Regions from separate parts of the Mus musculus genome. Here region 2 is linked to region 1. The links are chromatin contacts, called in public Hi-C maps. All regions are on one chromosome and are shown on one strand. The core of a region is the stretch at or near the end of the contact, and the rest is flanking DNA. Distances in the headings are between cores, read along the strand shown.

Region 1 (2,958 bases), core at 437-2,936:
TTTCCTATTACATATTATCCTCTGCCTTTCTCATTCATGCTCTGTGGGCCATCCATCGCTCTGTTGAAGGCAGTGTGCCTGTTCTATTCTCAGGATGACTCCTCCTGTCGCGTTCTGCTTTGGTATTGGCTCACTGGGATCTCTGACTCTATAGTTCCATGTCCTTTTGCGTTGCTTCCATATCTCACCTCACATGTTTAAAACTCTGCTTCATGGTTTGTTGTTGTTAATTTTATTGTGGCTTATATTCACTATGTCATAGGCTGACAATCCAATGGAGAAAACTTTTCTTATTTCTACCTTTTTTTCCCTCCATTTTAGAACTGGTAGTGGTTGTTTATACTTATTATTTCCATTTTGAATGATCTAAGTCAATCCTGACTAATTTATTTTTGGAAACATATTTAGAAAAAACTATCCAATATAGCAAAGCTGGCAGAATTTTAGCCTGATTCCCTGAGCTGCCTTTTCTGCTGTAAAGTAGTACATATGTGTATGAGTTTTTCTGGCACGTTATCTCACCACCCACGGAGACTGGCATCTGTGAACTGCTTGCCGAGCCCAGCATCTCTGCACTTCTCTGCCATCTCCACAGCACTTCTGCCATCTGACAGTTTACATTTTCTCTCTGAAAGGAAAATTGCCTATTACTATAGAGAGCCACACAGTCTTGGGTAAGGATCTCACTGTTGACAGATGCACCTTGTTATAGCAAGCTGCTTTAGTGCTAAAGGTTCTAACCTCCAAGTATACTGCTCCTAGGGAAATGAAAGCATCTCAGCAGATTATGTAGACTCTGCAGTGGCAAGAAATCAGATGGCACAGAGAGTGCTCTGTCTGCGTATGTCAATGTGACTGTGGGAGATTTTTCTCCTGAATTATTGCTTGGGCCCAGATGTCTCCCCTTGTCATCAGAATACAATTTTATATTTCTAAACAAATTTGTTTTTGTACTGCAGAGCTTCCCCTCTCCTTCAAATCTAGCCCCTAACCATCACCCCCAGCTTTGGGGTAGCCCCCTGCTATGGCCTCTCCTCACTCTCTGTTCCCATTTCTAGGAAACTGAGCAGATCATGATGGAAATCCTGCTTTTTATCTCACCTGTGGACCTCCCCCAACCCAGAACGGCACCTCCCTGCCCATTCTTATTTCTCAATGTTAACTTGAATATTTAGAAACATGGTTTTATTTTTCTATCTCATTACATTTTTATTTCCTTTGATTTTTTTTCTGTAAGAAAAGAAAAGGGGGTGAGGCAGTGCATTAAAATACACTTTCAAATAGAGAGAAGAAAAAGGAGACTTAGCTGGATCTGACATGCTCAGAACATATGAATCCAGACCCAATTAAAAAGGACGTCAACATTACTTACAAGAAGGATTAGATGAGAAAAGGCAAAGTGAGATGCTTAAAGGTATTTTAGAAACATGTTTTAACCAGAAGCCCCAGCAGACACACTTGTCAGGATCCCAGAGGAATTACCTGCCAGGTAACACATAGCCACCACAGCCTTTTAAGAACCAGAGAGGGCAATAAAAATCAAGAATAAAAACCCCACCTACCCAAGAAAGTCAAGACTATATATTAGCACCTAGAATTACCATCTTCCCAAGGCCAGACACTGAGACACCAGCATAAGAACTCAACTATTAACAGTCAGGATATTAAGTCTCCACTAGAGGACACAATCTTCCCGCAGCAGGCCCTGAGAGCTGCAACCTAACTGAATAACAAGACAAATATGTTAAAACAGCCCTTTATGAATGTGGCTGAGGTCCTTAAAGAGGAAATGAATAAGTCCTTCTAAGCAAACACAGTCGAAGGAAATGAACAGAACAGTTCAAAACCTGAAAGTAGAAGTAGAGTCAATAAAGAAAACCCAAACTTTTGGAAATATGGACATGCAAATTTTAGGAACTCGAATAAGAGTTGGCTATCCTTAACAACAGAAAACAAGAGATGCAAGTGAGAATCTCAGACATTGAAGGTACAGTAGGAGAAATGGAGAACTCAGTCAGGGAAGTTGTTAAATCTAAAAATCCTGTCAAAAACCATTTTGAATACATAGGACTCTGGTGGGGTGGGGGGTAAATCTAAGAATAATAGGTATATACAAAGGAGAAAAAACACAGATCGAAGGCACACAAAAAAAAAATCTTCAACAAAATTATAGAATAAAATATCCCTAATCTAAAAAGGAAATACCTATCAAGATACAGGAAGCATATAGAATACCAAATGAACTGGACCAGAAAAGAACATCTCCTCGGTACCTAATAATCAAGGCCCTAAATGTACAGGAAAAAGGAAAGAATATTAAAAGATAATAGGTTATAAAGAACAAATATCATATGAAGGTAGACCTATTAAATTAACACCTAACTTCTCTAAAAGAATTCTAAAAGCCAAAAGGATCTAGATATATGTTCTACAAACTCTAGTAGACCATAATGCCAGATCAGATTACTATGCCCAACAAAACTGTTAATCATAATTGATGGAGGAAGAAAGAAATTCATCAGTAAAACCAAACTTAAGCAATAGCAACATATAAATCCAGCTTTAAAGATGAAGATACGAAGAAAACTCCAACCTGAAGAGGCTGGCCCCACCCAAGAAAACTCAAGGAATCACTTATTCCAGCAAATCAAGAGTGGAAACACACGCACACACACACTACAACAACAACTGCTGCTGCTGCTGCTGCTGCTACTACTACTACTACTGCTACTACTACAAGAAAACAGGAATCACCAAAGACTACTAATTTGTATCTCTCAATATTGTTGGTTTTAATTCCTCATAAAATGACACAGACTAACAGAATGGATGAAAAACTAGGATCCATCCTTCTGCTGCAACCAAGAAACACACCTTATTTAGCACCAAGGATAGACATCACATCAAACATGAAATGAGATATTCCAAGCAAATATCTGGTGTAGCTATTTAAATATC
Region 2 (3,007 bases), core at 197-2,696, 310 kb after region 1:
AATGGTGTTTTTATGATATTGTTTCCCTTATGATCTGTTTTATACACTGCTAGATATAAATCCATTCATTGAGTAAAGACTTATGAACATGTGCCATATGCTACCTAGACAATACAATACAGACAGTCAACAACGTGTGGTCCCCCTCTTCAATTACTTTGCCCTGTAGCATCAGAAGCCTATGCCACACATGAATTATGACTAGACAACAAAGAAGATTATCCCCTGAGTTGGGGTAGTGTAGAGGTACCTTAAGGTATTCTGAAGATGATATGTGTGCCCTCTGTGAAAGGGGTGTGCCAACTGGTCCAGGAAATAGGGAAAAGGGAAAGGATGCTCGTACTGGGAAAAACTACCTGACAAAATATGAAGAGTAGTTGAATATAATATTGTAAAACCAAGTACCCAGTGGGCATGGCACATTGTGAAGGGCATGTGAAATTTATTCAAAGGCTGAGAGAGAGTCAATAAAACATTTAAACTAATGTGGGATTTAGACAAATGCATGGATTACAATAAAGCATGATTATGGAAAGCTACTGCTATATGGAGAATAAATAGATGGACAGAGAAAAGAATGGAAAGAGTCAACATATTTAAGATAGGTTAAATGAGTAGAGTAGGTAGGATTTGCTGGTTACAAAATATAGTACCCGAGATGAGGGAGAACTCTAAAGTTCTTTAGATTCTTGATATGTGCTCAACCACTTGACAGAAAAGACCAAAATCCAATCTAGGCTTAAGTCTGTGCACTTACCTGTTTTTTATAGCCCTGCAGTTCAAGACATTTGTGTTCTACTTTTGTTTTTCAATCCCTTTTGTCATATTGATTGCCTCGGGAAATTGATTTGAACTTTAGATGCACTATGTTCTCAAGTATTGCAAAAGAGTCAATTAGATTACTTTGGGATGAATTGCATTTTCTCCCTAATTTATTACATGTTTCCATTTAATTCAAAAATTGGAGAGCTTTATGTCTCTGGCATCAATAGCAGCCTAATCTTGCAATTTGAGTTTCTCTTGTTAAAAATGAAGCAACCTTGACTCCTGGCTCACAGTTAAAACCTCAGAGAATTTTTAACTGATGTCTAAAGCACATGGATTATGAGGTCAATTCTCCAAAAGTGCGATTAAAAGTTTTCATGTATTGTTAGTATTTCAAACAGCTTCCCTCCTTACGAATCTATTTCTTACCTGCATTGAATCTCTTCGCATCCCAGGCTCCTGTATATGCAACAGTAATTTAGTCAATAGAATAGCACCCATCCCCAACATACTCCAACATAACAGAAGGGGAATTCTTTTAATTCCTGAGAGATAGAAAGAAAGGTCTTTTGGAAATCTTGTGCATCTAATGAGCTTGCTACTTGTCTAGTAAAGAATTCAAGGAGATAAGTTCAAGAGGAACCTACTCTGTAAGTGAAGGATCTGGAGGAAGTTAGTGCCACACTATTGTGGAACAGAAGAAGCACTCTGCACAGGGCACACTCAGGCAGAGCAAGTGGGAACTATGTGGGAGACGGCACCGTAGCAAATATCCAGGGATAAAAATAATCTTCATTTTGAACTTTCCAGGACTCCTCAAACTAATCCAACCACTTTGTAGCTGCTAATTTTTTTAAGTGGTAGAGTACAGCAATGACTCATGGAGGTCAATTTTGTTCAGCCCTGGGCTGTTTGCCTAGAAGCCCAAATGTTAAGCTCTTTATGCCAGAAACCTTTAATTGCATCAAATTCTGGAAAGTGGTTTCTGCAACTCTGTTTTCTGGATCTTGTAAAAACCATTATCTTTGACTATAAGCCAAAAATCTCACAATTACATTATTTTTCCAAATTAGTTTTAAATTTATAGATATTAGCAATAAACATTTTAAATCTTATATAGTAAATCGAATAAGTACAATACTAAGAAATAGCAATACATGACATGTTTTATTAACTATATCATAGAATATTATGTGCACAAGTATGAGTTGCAAGTGGCATCTGGACATGTGTTCTTCACTTTGGATTTTGTAATTATATCAAAACTCTTTAAGTGCTAAGAGAAAGGTGAAGTGAACTGAAATTCCAAATTTAGAAGAATAATACAATAAGCCTGCTTTATGCCACTATCATTCAAATGAATATAACTCATATTTACTATTCACTGATACTCAATGTTAGCAGAAAGTGTCTCAAGATGGCCTAGTCGATCATCAATGGGAGGAGAGGCCCTTGGTCCTATGAAGGATCTATGTTCCACTATAGGGGAATGCCAGGGCAAGAAGTGGGAGTGGGTGGGTTGGTGAGCAGGGGGAGGGGAGAGGGAATAGGGGGTTTTCATAGGGGAAACCAGGAAAAGGGATAGCAATTGAAATGTAAATAAAGAAAGTATCTAATTAAAAAAGAAAGAAACAAAAGAAAAGAGAAAAAAAGAAAGTGTCTCAAACAGACTCTTCCCTCTCATAAAGCCCATTGGTGTCACAACAGCATCAGGCAAGCAGTACTGAGCAGTCACACATGAATAAGGGGATTAGTGAGGAGCCTGGTCCATAATAATCAGTAAAGCACATTCCCCTGCCTTCCTCCCTCTTTTTCTCTTTCTTTCCTTCTCTCTCCCTCCCTCTCTCTATACCTCCCTCCTTCCTTCTCTCCTTCCCTTCCTCCCTCAAAGACAGACTCAGGTAAGTAAATGAAGCAGAAAAGAAAGGCAACCATAAGAAACAACCTGTTCTAAGGTCCCTTCTTGTTCTTAGTAAGACTGAGATTACCCCAACCAATTAGGGACATTATATTGTCGGTCATGGAGAAGGGGTATTTGGTAAAAAAAAAAAAAAAAAAAAAAAAAAGTCCTGACTTGGAAAGACCTCTTGGGCCTGGAACTTCCCTCCCCTATCTGAGTACTGAGCACGCAAACTCAGAAAATTTCTTCTGCCCCCAGGGAATCATGACAGGGACAGCAGCTTAAGACAAAGCCAAATAACATGAGTGGTTACAAAAGGCCAGTGTATTTGGAAGCATGGGA

The links. Hi-C and Micro-C count contacts between places; a contact is called where the count stands out from the background.
Region 2: a contact with region 1 is called in a Hi-C map of the N1E-115 cell line, with 7 times the contacts expected there. The contact joins two enhancer-like sites. A contact is called at or near these places in 1 of 39 promoter capture datasets (hippocampal neurons), 13 of 484 Hi-C or Micro-C datasets (the N1E-115 cell line, the Patski cell line, adipose-derived mesenchymal stem cells and 5 more), 1 of 115 datasets of contacts at active chromatin or transcription factors (embryonic fibroblasts) and 1 of 9 other capture datasets (embryonic stem cells).

Annotation. Positions count from the first base shown.
Region 1 is chr3:82,405,930-82,408,887 of GRCm38.p6, forward strand. No RefSeq gene overlaps it. Among named protein-coding and RNA genes, the nearest start is that of Map9, 49 kb to the left of the region's middle. Within about 2 kb of position 1,687, at least 26 of the 459 cell types and tissues checked have an H3K27ac peak or open chromatin away from gene starts, as enhancers often do. A contact at or near this core is called in the N1E-115 cell line, where this site is marked.
Region 2 is chr3:82,711,700-82,714,706 of GRCm38.p6, forward strand. No RefSeq gene overlaps it. Among named protein-coding and RNA genes, the nearest start is that of Gm29999, 48 kb to the left of the region's middle. Within about 2 kb of position 1,447, at least 1 of the 459 cell types and tissues checked has an H3K27ac peak or open chromatin away from gene starts, as enhancers often do. A contact at or near this core is called in the N1E-115 cell line, where this site is marked.